2 separate regions of the Anas platyrhynchos genome follow, and region 1 is linked to region 2. Evidence: chromatin contacts called from public Hi-C data. All regions are on one chromosome and are shown on one strand. Each heading gives the region's core, a stretch centred on a gene start, on an enhancer-like site or on the middle of the called end of the contact. The rest is flanking DNA. Distances are from core to core; before and after follow the strand shown.

Region 1 (5,943 bases), core at 3,262-5,761, 58 kb before region 2:
GAGACGAGCAGGAGTGCCATGGGTGTAAGGCAAAGAGGATTTAATCTGGGAGAGCAGGGCTGGGCGAAGGAGCCATTGCCCAGCTGCAAGAAACACAGAGGAGAGCGCAGCCATGCACCCCTGCCTTTCCCACCCAGCATGTCGCGGGGAGGATGCTGTCAGAGGCAGTTTAGCCGCCTGAAAGGGAAATAATTGGCCTCTGAGGGATGTCTGTGCTCTCTGGGGCTCTTCCCATTTATCCAGGAGTTGTTGCAGCTCAGCTAGGTGGTCCCTGCCAGCCCGGCGCTGGGCTCGTGGGTGCACAATCTTCCTTGTGCGCCCCTAAACTCATCCCAGGAGATTATTTTCCAGTCCCCAGCCTGGTTATATCTGCTGTCTTGGCCTCCACTGAGGGGACAGCCCCAGTGCAGGAAGGATTTGAAGGGCAAGAATCAGCTTGCACCCTTGCAGGGTGAGGGCCTGGCTGGGGGGATGCTGCGGTCAGGGCCGTGGGCCTGGCGGCAGAGGCCTGCCCATCTGGGAGGCCGCCGGGGTGGGTGCAGCCGGCAGGAGGTGACTCATCCCGCTCACGTGCCGGTGCCTGGCGTGGGCTTGCCCGATCCTGGGTGGTATTTGCCTTATTTCACGCTCAGCCGTGCCCTGGAGGGCTGAGACGTTGGCCGAGGGCTGAGCCCAGGCAGGAGAAGGAACTGGCACGTGGGCCTGGCTGTTCCTGAGGAAGGAGGGGAGGCTCCAATTGTTTTTGCAATTATATTTTTTTTTCTGGGGGATATTGGAAACAGATCACTGGGGGGAAAGCAGGAGAAGCCCAGAAGGAGAGGCGCTGTTGTGCCATGTCAGGTGATAGCGGGTACCCAGAGCGTGCGGGAGCCTCCGGAGCAAGCTGGGAAGGGCGGCCTGCAGCAGGGCAAGTGCCGAATTCAGTACGGCCAGGTCCCAAGATGCTGACCCCAGCTGTCTGAACTGCTCGTCTCCTTCTCTGCCTGCCCTCTCCAAGCAGGACTGACACCCCAGCACATTGCGATAGTGCTGGGGTCACTTGCTGGGACCATCAGGTTTTGGGGCAGCGAATGGGGCAGGAGCTTCTCCTCCCGGCGCTGCTGAAGGAAGGAGGAGAGCAAGCAGGAGGTGGTGAGCAGGTTTCCAAGTCCCACCACACAGCTTGGAGCAGACCTGGGACCTGATCACACAGGTCACCATGGTGGTGGTTCTTACTCAGAGCCAAGTAATAAAGAAGTTGGTTAACTTTGCTTGCCCCCGGGGCCATCACTTTGTTCATTATGATCTCCTCTCCAGCAGGACCTCTGCAGAAAACCTTTTTTCCAGTGATACCCCAAGCCCTACACTCTCTTTTCCCAAGCTCACCAGCAGCTCTGCAGCTCTTACACACTTTGCCACATGGGTGTGAGCACATCTGCCTCTGGCTTATTGATTTCAGCAAAGAGGTATGTAAAAGATTGGTGGGACTGAAGAAAGTGTTGGTGATGCTCTGGGGCTAGTGCTGAGCGCTGTAAATTCAAGCTGCCCGTGATGATACAGCTCCCAGGTGCTAATAAAACAGCACAAAAAATAGGAGGAAAAATTCAGTGGAGAGGAACCAGAGGCAGGAGGAAGGGCATGGATCCAACCAGCACTTGCTCAGGCTCGCCAAAACTGCAGGTTTAGTTGGCCAAATTGTCCTATGCGGGGTAGTATGAAAGAGAAACAAAGTGTCTGGTGTTAGGAAAACAAAACAAAACAACAAACGAACAAAAAACAGAAGTGGCAAAGAGATGTCCTGAGGAGGCATCAATTCTGTAGGAGCTCTAAGGCAGAGCCAGGAACCTGGCTCCTTTGCACGGCTAGCACACTTTGGAAGACAACATGGTGAAAATTATGTTTTTTTTTTTTTTTTTTTTTTTTTAAATTCTAAGTGGGCAAAAAGGCGTGATATATCTAAAGATACTTTAGCTAGAAGGCTCGTTCACAACTGTGTTTACAGGCAGCTATTTCTGTAGAACAGAGGAAGCCATAGATGTCAATTTGCTCCTGGTGTGAATTTCCTTCCGCATGAAGGGCTGTACCAGGAGCTGTGCCATGCTGGGAAGCAGTTGATGGAGCAGTGCTGGGCACCAACCCCCATGGGCCACATGGCTTTGCTTACACCCTGAAAATTATCACAGCAAACTCTTTGTGAACCTTCAAAAAGGTACAGAGTGGGATCTGTCCTCCCAGCTCCCTGCAGACAGGAGGGAAGTGCTGTGAGGGGGACAGCTCTCCAAGATGTCTGGAGATCTATCAGTTCTTGGGCAACCGTGATAAAAATCTCTGTGTGGATTTAAAAAAAAAAAAAAACACAAAACAAATAAACAAAAACCAACCAAACAACAAACAAACAAAAACAACAAGTTAACCAATAAAATGGTGAAATGACAACCATTATCTCTGTGTGAGATTTGGGTTTGGGATCTTGGGATTTTGTGATCAGCAAGCAGTAAGCTGCAGAGGAAAGCTTGGTCTGACAAAAATACCCAGAGCCCCCTCTTGTAAATAAATATTTGTTCCTTGCTGCATATGGAAGCAGACAGAACTGCGAGTTTCCCTGTTCAGGACTTCTTTACAAGCTGTTTTGGTTTGTGCTTTTTGCTTAAAAAAAATTAATCAGTCTCCATTTCATCCCATTCCCTGCAAAGCAGTTTGAGGTAGATGTGAGCTCAGCTCATCACGGGCATTTTTCTCTCACCGGCCCTTTTACCCTGTGCAGAGATATCAGGAGCAATGGAAAGCACAGGGCTGGGGAGGGAAAATAAATAGCGTGCTCGTCATCCTCCCTCTGCCACCAGCTCCAGTAATAACTTCTGGTGCCACGCAGCGCACTCATTTGGCGTGGCGGCGCTCTGTAGATAGCACCTTAGTAAGTAAGAAACTATTCCGATCACAGAGCTACTCCTACTGGAGGCCTGCGAGGAGCTCCAGCAGCGTGGCCGCTAGCAGGGGCTTTTCTCCTGACCCCACCTTGGAGCACCGGCCCCGGTGGAGCCTCGCGGTACACTGAAGTCCTCTCGCGTGGGTGGGTGCAGATGGGTTTCACATCCCACAGCTGACATGCACAAACCACAGTGTTTTATAATTCAGGGTCTGGGTAAGATCTGACCCAAAAGGAATAAACGTAGTCAAGACCCTTTTAATAATTTTTTTTTTTGGGTGCTAGGCAGGGTTTTAACCCTTACAGGCCACGGGTCAATACGATGCTGGTGCTTGTGAGAGTAACGGAGCCCAGCCTCTCTCCCTTAAGGTTCAGATTAATAAATAAGACATTTCTGCGTATTCTGCTTACATGTTGGGCAGTTGCAATGTGGATAGATGTGTGTGATGTGTGTGGCTTACTGGGTACCTTGTCTGCAGTGACCAGGCCCCCCCCCCCCCCCCGCTCTTTCTCATCGCACAGCTGGCTTTCAGTCACAGCACCAGTTCCTCGCTAAGTGCCTGAACATCCCACCAAGAGAGCTGTTTACTTTAATCAAAGAAGCTTTTCACTTCTAAGAGTTTATTTGTGATTGCTTTAAAGTACGATCTTCCTCCTCAGCTCGCAGCGACACAAGGACACAGCAGATGGGATGCAAACACACCACGGAAAACTCTTCCTAAAGATCTTATGGGGTTAAATTTTTACCCTGGCCTAAAGGGTCGGCCACGGCACATGCCCTGAGGGGTGGGAAGCCCCCTCCTAACCCGAGGTGTCCCTGCTGGCAGAAGGCAGCACCCGCCCAGCACAGGCAGCGCCTCTGGGACCGTTTCCCCCTCACAGCCGCGGCCCCGCCGCCGAGCGCTGCCGAAGCTCTCCGGAGCCGCTCGGCCGCCGAGCCGAAAGCGCCCGAAGCTGCGGCCTCGGCTCGCCCCGAGCGGCTCCGAAGAGCCCCGAGCGGCTCCGAAGGGCTCCGAGCGGCTCCCTCCTGGGCGGGGACCCCTCCTCCGAGCCCGCCCGAAGCTTCCCGAACTCCCGCACGTCCTCGGCCTCCGGAGGGAGCCGAAGTTTCCCGAGCGCGGGGGTCACGGGAGGCGCCGGGCCGCGCGGGGCGGGGCGAGTGGCGGGCCGGGCCGGAGGGCGCGTGCGCCCCGCGAAGGCCTCCGGAAGGAGCCGAGGTTTCCCGAGCGCGCGTCGCCAGCGAGCGCCTCCGGAAACAGCCGAAGCTTGCCGAGCGCCGCCGGGCCGAGCGGCTCCGGAGCGGCCCGAAGGCGCCCGAGCGTCCGTCCTGCCGGACTGCTGGAGGCGGCCGCGGCGCCATGTTTGATGCTCCGCTGCTCCTGTGAGGAAAATCCGCCGGCATCGCCCGACAGCCGCCGCCGCGAAGGGCGCCGCTGCCCCCGGGGAGGGGCGCCGAGACCCCCCGCCGCCGGCGGCTCATGAGCAGCGCGGCCTGAGCCGCTCCCCCCCCGCTCCGCCGTGCCCTCCCCGCCGCGAGCCCTCCGTGAGGCGCGTTGTCACGGAGACCGGCGCCGGTGCCGGCCCGCCGCGCTGCCCCGGCCGCCGCCCCGGCCCCCGGCCCGCTCCCCCCCCCCGCGCCCGCGGCCCGGCTCCCGGCCCCGCTCCCCGCCGGGGGGTGGTGGCTCCGCTTGGCGATGAGTTTACCGCAGAAGGCGGCTTTGAAACCCGGCGCGGCGGCGGCGGCGGCGGCGGCGGGGACCGGCCCCGGCAGCGGGGCGGCGGCGGCGGCGGCAGCGGGGCCGCCTCCCCCCCCGGCTCCCCCTCACCCGGCGGCGCCGGCGCCCGCGCCTCACCCCACCATCAGGGCCTTGCCGCCACAGCCGCCCCAGCAGTATCCTTTCCCCGGGGGGCGAGGGCCCCCCCGGCCGGTGGGGGGGACGGGAGGGGGGTGGGGAGGGGTTGGGGAGGAGGGGGAGGGGGTCGGGGCGCAGCCCTTTGGGGCCCCTTTTTGTGTGTGTGTGGGGAGGGGGCGGGCCCGCGGCACCCCCCAGGCGTGGAGGGGGCTGCACCTGCTGGGGCAGCGCGGGGAAGGGGCCCCTGGCCCCCCCTTCTGTCCCCCGCTGTACCCCCCTGTGCTGCCCTGTCCCTGTCCCCCCCCCCCGTGGGGTGCTTCCTGCGTGGGGGCCCCAGGCCCAATCTCCCCCTTCCCCCCCCCCCCCCCCCCGGTGAACTTTTAATGTGAAATCGCTTGTCACTTTGTCACTTTCGCCTCGGGTCCTGCCCAGGTAAGTGCTGGGTTTTTGTTGTTGTTTTTTAAAGGCGAGTTTCAAGGCCGGCTCTCCAGCCGGGGCCGATTTTCCTGGGGTTTTACTTTGCTCGTGGAAATAAATCTAAGGTGGAATGTGGCGCTGAGCAGCTTGCCCCGCGAGGCCGTGTGTGATGGGCAGGAGAAGCTTTCCACCCAAAACCCCTCCGCCAGAACGGCCCTGCTACAAAGAGAGGCCGGCGCTCGGGGAATGTTTTTAAAGGTCTCCGGTTCTCTGCGACTAGGCCCCGAGTCAGGAGGTAAATACTGCAGGGATCAGCAGGAAAGTGGGGTGGCGAGCGAGCGTGCCTGCCTGGGTTTTGTTTCCAGTGTTGGACAGCATCCCCTGGCGAATTGGCGTTCCTCCCCCTGAAGTTTTTTTTTGGGGGGTGGGGGGGTGTGGAGCGAAAAGACATGCTTGGTGAAATCCGGTGTTGTCCTGGATTGGTGTCGCATGCTGTGCAGGGGACAGTCAGGAGTGCGCGTCGCTGTTTGTTGGTGGTAACGACTTATATTTTAACATGGAAGCAGAGGGTTTATTTATTTTTTTTGCTTAAGATCCGTTTCAGCTGTGTGATGTGTGTGTTCTTTAAGAAACGTGTTCCCTGTGTATAAGCATTTTGCTGCTCTCACTTTCAGTTTTGAGGTGGGAAAACCAAGCCCTTTTATGATCAGTTTAGGTCCATTGTTTTCTTGAGCTTCCGGCAAGAATCATTCTTTCCCTGACCACAAA
Region 2 (5,917 bases), core at 1,842-4,341:
ATGCTGTGTTCCTGATAGAGCACTGAGCAAAGGTCGTCTGCGTTTGTCCAGTTGTGCCTAACGTGTGTGTTCTTGATTTGAAAGAGTAACTAAAAAGATAAGGAAGAGACAGCTCCATTTGAGTTAGAATCTGATTAAGGGGTCGTTGTGTTATCCCCAGAACCATGACTCAATGAATATTCTTAAAACCGAGTCTTTTCAAGGTGGGGACTGGTGTTTAGTCAGCAGTGAATGAAAATATATACATATGGTTTTGGGCTTCAGATATTGCTATGTTCTAAAAACCATTTTGCCAGAGTGATAGCACATGTGTTACTTGTGTGGCCCCAGATCACTCTGCTTGCTGACTGTCAGTGCTGTGCTCTGCAAAGAGATCAGTCCCTTGCTCGTGTCTGGTATCTCAGCATCCCTCCTCTGGGGGCTCGGAGCTCCTGCTACGTTCTTCCAGAAGCAGTAATGTGGAGGGGAATAGAAGGTTAATAAATGCTGCGTTTCCACAAATTTCTACACATGGCATATGTCTGAACCTCCTTCCTCTCTTCAGCTTTGTGGCTTGAAATATTAGGCTCAGATGACTGGAATTGAGGGATGGCCACAGGCAGCAGAATGTGGGTATCTTCTGTTCTAGCCATCTAGATGTGAGGCGTAAGGAGCGGTCCCCTTGCTGTTCTGACAGCTGTAAAGTTGTTCCAGTAAGTTTGGGTAGTGGGAGGTAGGTAATGCCTTAAAATGCTGGTAAGTGATACAAGGAGCTACTGTCCTGTACAAAAAAATCTAGGTATTGAGGCAGCGGGACCGCTTCACAGGCCTGTGATGAGGTTCCAGGATGGTACTGGGTGTTCTGTAGGAGAACTGGGAAACAAAGCTAGGATAAGACGGATCGGGAGGATGTATGGGGTATTTATTGTCTTTTGGGAAGAAAAGTCAGGTGCAAATGTATGTTGTACCTTTGTAGCTGGCTTTCCTTTAACTTTATTTAAATAAACAGAAACAGATGTCTTGTGTGGTGCTGTGTGGTTTGGTGTTTTTCTCACTCATTCTTCTACCTTTTCCATGTAACATACCCAAAGCAGTAGAGAGGCTTGCTGTTAGGCTTCCTCTGAAGACTTTCATAATGATCAGCCTCTGGCACTTTGCTGCCCTTCAGAATTAGTTTCTGTAGCAAAACTAGAAGAGCTTGTCAGCGATGAGACGCAGTCCCACACCCCCTGTCTCTGCAGCAAGAGGCAGTGTTTCTGCTTCCCCCGACCTTCCCAGATTCCAGGGCCTTGAAATCATGCTGCTCTCTGGAATGCGTTGAACTCCGCTAGCGTTTGGGAATGCACAGCACATGTTGCCTCAGTGATGTTATGGCCAGATGTGGCCCCACGAACACAGAATTTCATATTTCTGTTCTTTGCACAGAGGGCCCCCCGTGCAGACTGGGAGAGGAGCGGCACATCTCCTCTGCCTCCTCTCTGGGCCTGCAGACTTCAGGAGGAACTCAAGACAATTCACTTTCTTGGCATGCAGAGAAAAGGAGAAATCAGCACAAAGGAGCAGATAAGTTTTTCCCTGGGCATGGCTACCGGAGCAAGTTAAGATGAGATCAGGTAGGGGAGCTCGTGGGGTTGCAGAACACAGGGCACTGCAGGGTTGCTGCTTGCCTGAGCTCTCTCATCCTGTGATGGATGTGAGGAGTCCAGTGTGAGTAGTGCAGGCAAAGAGCATTCACACGGGCAGTTAACACAAAGCAGCTGAGAAGCTGTAAATCTGCCCCCCGCTCCGGCTTTACGTTACAGTAATTTATTGTGTAGTCGTGCCTTAAGAAGGGAGTAACGATAAAGTAGAGCTCTTCCAAAGCAACCAGACTGCTACTTGGAAGGAGTCCACAGAAAAATGCTTCCCTCTGTCCACCGAGTGATCAAAAGAGGAAGAGGAGTTCTTCAGTCGTAGTGTGAGCAGGAGGCGAGGGCAGGAGGCAGCGTGCAAAGCTCAGGGCATCAGAAGACAATTTCATCTTCCTCCCCAAGACCTAGGAGTGTTTTGAAGGATCCTGGGGAACAAGTGTAGTGGATTCTGGCATTCTGGAGATGAAGCAACACAAGAGGAGAGTGGTTCAGAAATGCTGTTCCGAAAGACTCTTGGCTTTCTCTGCCTTAGCTTTGAAAAGTGTGGGCTCTGATGCGTGTGCTGACGGATTCCTTTAGTCTGGGACTACAGTTTGTAAGCGCTGACCAGCAACTCTTGGAACAAGGAATTTCCTCTGTAATCAGTGAAAGCTCTAGGTCTTGTTGTGGTCACGCTGTGTGCTGAGCAGATCAGTGCTTTGTGCCCATGGCTACCTGTTAGGCTGAAAGGATTGAGCAACCAGTAGCAGAAGACCCCGTGACATCTAACAAGACCTTCCTCTGAGGCTGTTGTAGTTATTGACAGCTGTGTTTAATAATCCCTTATCTGTTTCTAACAATGCCAAGATACACCCATAGAAAACAAAAGTGCAAGAGAACTGAACTCTCAGGATCCTGGTATACAGAGACCTTGACTTTTAGGTGGCTGATATAAATCCAAAACAGATTGTACTAGCTGAAACTTGTTACCATCTGGTTCTTTGCCTTAAGTGAAAAGAGTTTTGTGGTCTCATTCTGGTCCTCAAAAATGTCACCATAGCTAAATTAGCGTTTGTAATAGCAGTGAGACATTCCTTAGTACCTTAAGGTCTGGGAATCTGTGCCAGGAAGCATGTCTGTATGCCATCTGTGGCATGTTTATAGGCAATCCCCAAGCCCCCTTTTTTATTACCTTGGATCCTTTCTACAGGAGCTGGAATTCTGTTGTAACCATAATGTTTATTCACTATTCCCTCCCATCGTTCATTGCCCAATTTAGATTTTAGGTGCTTTTAATAAAGTTACATTTATTTATGAATTGGAATGGAAGAAGGAATGTAACTTAATCCTGATCTCACCTCTTTGCACCCTGGGGTAAGTCAGGTGCCCTGGGACGAGCTGTTTGCTCCTCGCACTGGAGGCAGCGACCCTCTGTGTCTCGTAGCCTGCAGGCTGCGCCTGACGCTCCTCTTCCCCCAAACGCAACCGTTCCCTGTTATCTGCGTCCATGTGTACTTTGCCACGAAAAAGCAATTGCTGTAAGGTCAGATAATAAACTCCCACAGTCCCTGAAGCACGAGGGGCTCTCTAATTTTATCATCTTGTTTGTGCAAACACCCTGTCCTTCATTTCTCTGTTTGGAGAACGTATTTGTGGGCACCTTTGTCAGAGTTGGTTCTCCAAGCTTGCTGCTGAACTCTTCGCCCCAGAGAGCTTTTCTGTACAGGAAGCTCCTCGTTTTGTGTAAGGTGGTGTTGTAGCAGATTTCACGCCAATTAAAAATGCACAGGGTCTCGTAACTTGTGGAGCAGGTATGGTTGCCAGATACTAATTAGCAATTGTCTGTGCAGCCACAATGATGTGGACGTAGAATGAGAGATCAAGCTCTCCTTGCGTAAACGAAGCAGATGAGGCTGGACCTGGTCAAGAGAGAAACCGGCAGCTGCATGCTGCCCATCTTCTGCCTCTGAACAGCAGATTTCAGTGTCTTGGGTCTTCTGTCCGTACCAGATATGGAACGTACCCTATTCTGTACCAGATATAGGGTACAAAAAATATAAACAGCCGGACGTGTGGTGGTGCTTTGTGTGCAGGAAACCTGCCCTCCACACGTACACACTGATGTATTTTCTTGAGGAGCCAGCGATTCCACCTCTCGTACTTCTCCCTTCTTTCCTTGTGTATGCTTCTGGACATCTGGCTCGAGCTTCTTCACGGTGAGTATTAGTAATGCAGCTCATTAATTTGGAGCTTGTAAGGAGTACATGACTTCAGGTGGAGATTTGAAAATACGAGTTATTTAATAGCTGATAAATCCAGGAGAAGTGTAATCTTCTTCCGGCCTTTGTGTTAAAGACCTGCTGGAAGTAAAACTGAACTCTGTGTTTTGTAATAGGATTAGCAGTTGTTTGATTGGGCTAATAATGCTTGGAAAATTTGTTCATATAACGTCTTTCTGTGTTTTTGATTCATCGCTGTGCCTTTTGCTTCCTTAGTTTAAACCTGTGCTGGAAACTTAAAGCGTGTCTGTGTCTCAGCACCTGCTGTCAGCATCTTTTGGGCTTCGGGATGCTTTTGGGTATGAAAGCTCAACTTTGTAGCTGTCTTCTAATTTGGGGAGTGCAGCTGTGTGTAAGAAGAGCTGCAGGCTTTTGGGGAAGGGAGATCTGGGATAGTGGGAAAGGCCAAATACAGCTTTAAGTGCAAATTGATGCTATGAACTTCAATAATTATTTAACCTTGGAAATAGTTAACATTTCAAGGTTACGACGTAGATGGGATGAATTGGCTTAAATATTTGTGCACTTAGGAAGAACTGGAAACAGCCTTTCATTTTTTTTAATAAGGAAGGTGGAAAATCTGTTATGATTTTATCACATACACGTGCAAAGCAAAGATTGCAGCCCAAAAATTGAGCCTGGTTAGGACTAGGTCTGTTTCCAGACCCAGCTCTTGCTGCTACTAGTCCTTTTTACTGCTTTGAGGGTGTTCAGTGAGAACAGCATTTAATGATTTTCTGTGTAGTCTTGTGTGCCCAGCAGGTGAAGATTTGTGTTTTTCTACTCCTTCTTGAGCTTGCTTTCTGTCAGGTGTAACCTGGCCCAGCTTTGTGTCTTCCCTGGCCTGTCCACCCTGGTGTAAATGTAGCTATTTGAATAAGAAAGCTCGCAGGTAGGTGCCTTGGCCACACAATGCATCCAGGATGCATGATCTAGACGAAGAGTTTTCTTTTGGCTTGTGATACTTTGGTGAATCAAAAGCAGTTTAAATGTTATCATTAGCTTTTGGTGGTGGTGTTGTAAGTAGCATTTTTAGAAGGTCATTGAACTCTTCTGTAGTGATTTTAAAATGTCACCGATTCCTGTTTTCAGGAGATTTCTGTGCATATTTTCTGTTATCACAGTCATGTGGACTGAGTTTTATACTGATGCTTTTCAGACTTTACTACTCATTGAAACACATTTTTATTCATAATAGAAAACAAGAAAATAACGTGAAACAACTTGCCAATTTCCTTATGTTTAGTAATTTCTATTCTCATATTCCTTCTGTAATAATACCTCCTGTTCCATACAATTTCTTGCATGCTTCAGAAAAAGACATGGTTTTAAACAAGCACAATGTTGTAGAAGGCAGTATGTCCTAATAAACACTGAAATCAACACAAGAGTCACAGCTTTACATAGTTTGCATTGGTAAACATAAAGGGCAAAAAAAAAATCCCCGTGAATAGATAAAACTGGGGAGAAACAAGTTTGTTTGCTAGCTAGAAAAGCTTTTCAAGTGGTTTGACAGTACAAAGACTCTAACAAAACTGTATTCTTGGAATTCATGAAAACCCAGCAAGTGGCTTTGTCACTCTTCCATAAAAAGCATTTCAGAGTCGGAGCCCTTGAATGACTGGCGTCCACGGTTAGCTTGGTGCCAGCCGAGGGAAGTGTTGAGCTGTAACCTCTGGAGGTGTTTGCAGCATGAGTAAGGAGGATTGCCCCATGGGGTGAGGGTTTGGGATCAATAAACAGGTTGTCCTGCGAGCAGGACTCTTGCTGAGCTGCTTTCCACCTGTGGCAAGGAGCATGAAAGTATTCGATGATTATGGAGCAGTAATTCCACTTTTAGCTCCCTGTGGCTTGAAAGAGCTGCGTCCATGTTCTCTGTAGACTTCTCCTTATGGTGCTGTTAGTTTGGTTGCTTTAAATTGTCCACATTTGCACAAGATTTTATTCTGGTACTTCTGGGCTTCAGCATAAGGCAGGAAAATTTGAATGTTTAGTCTGATTTATGCCATAGACTCGTAAAATCCAGTCCAAGTGGCTGCCGAAAGCAGG

The links. A called contact is a pair of places that touch in the nucleus more often than the background predicts.
Region 1: a contact with region 2 is called in a Hi-C map of skeletal muscle, with 3 times the contacts expected there. The contact joins the promoter of EIF4G3 here to the enhancer-like site in region 2. A contact is called at or near these places in 3 of 8 Hi-C or Micro-C datasets (liver and skeletal muscle).

Annotation. Positions count from the first base shown.
Region 1 is chr22:7,787,566-7,793,508 of IASCAAS_PekinDuck_T2T, reverse strand. It overlaps EIF4G3 (eukaryotic translation initiation factor 4 gamma 3), which reads left to right and starts at 4,511. Exons shown (of 37, transcript XM_072026772.1): 1 at 4,511-4,796. The coding sequence starts at 4,600.
Region 2 is chr22:7,728,660-7,734,576 of IASCAAS_PekinDuck_T2T, reverse strand. The region is part of intron 3 of EIF4G3 (eukaryotic translation initiation factor 4 gamma 3); the gene reads left to right. Among named protein-coding and RNA genes, the nearest start is that of EIF4G3, 57 kb to the left of the region's middle. Within about 2 kb of position 3,091, at least 5 of the 8 cell types and tissues checked have an H3K27ac peak or open chromatin away from gene starts, as enhancers often do.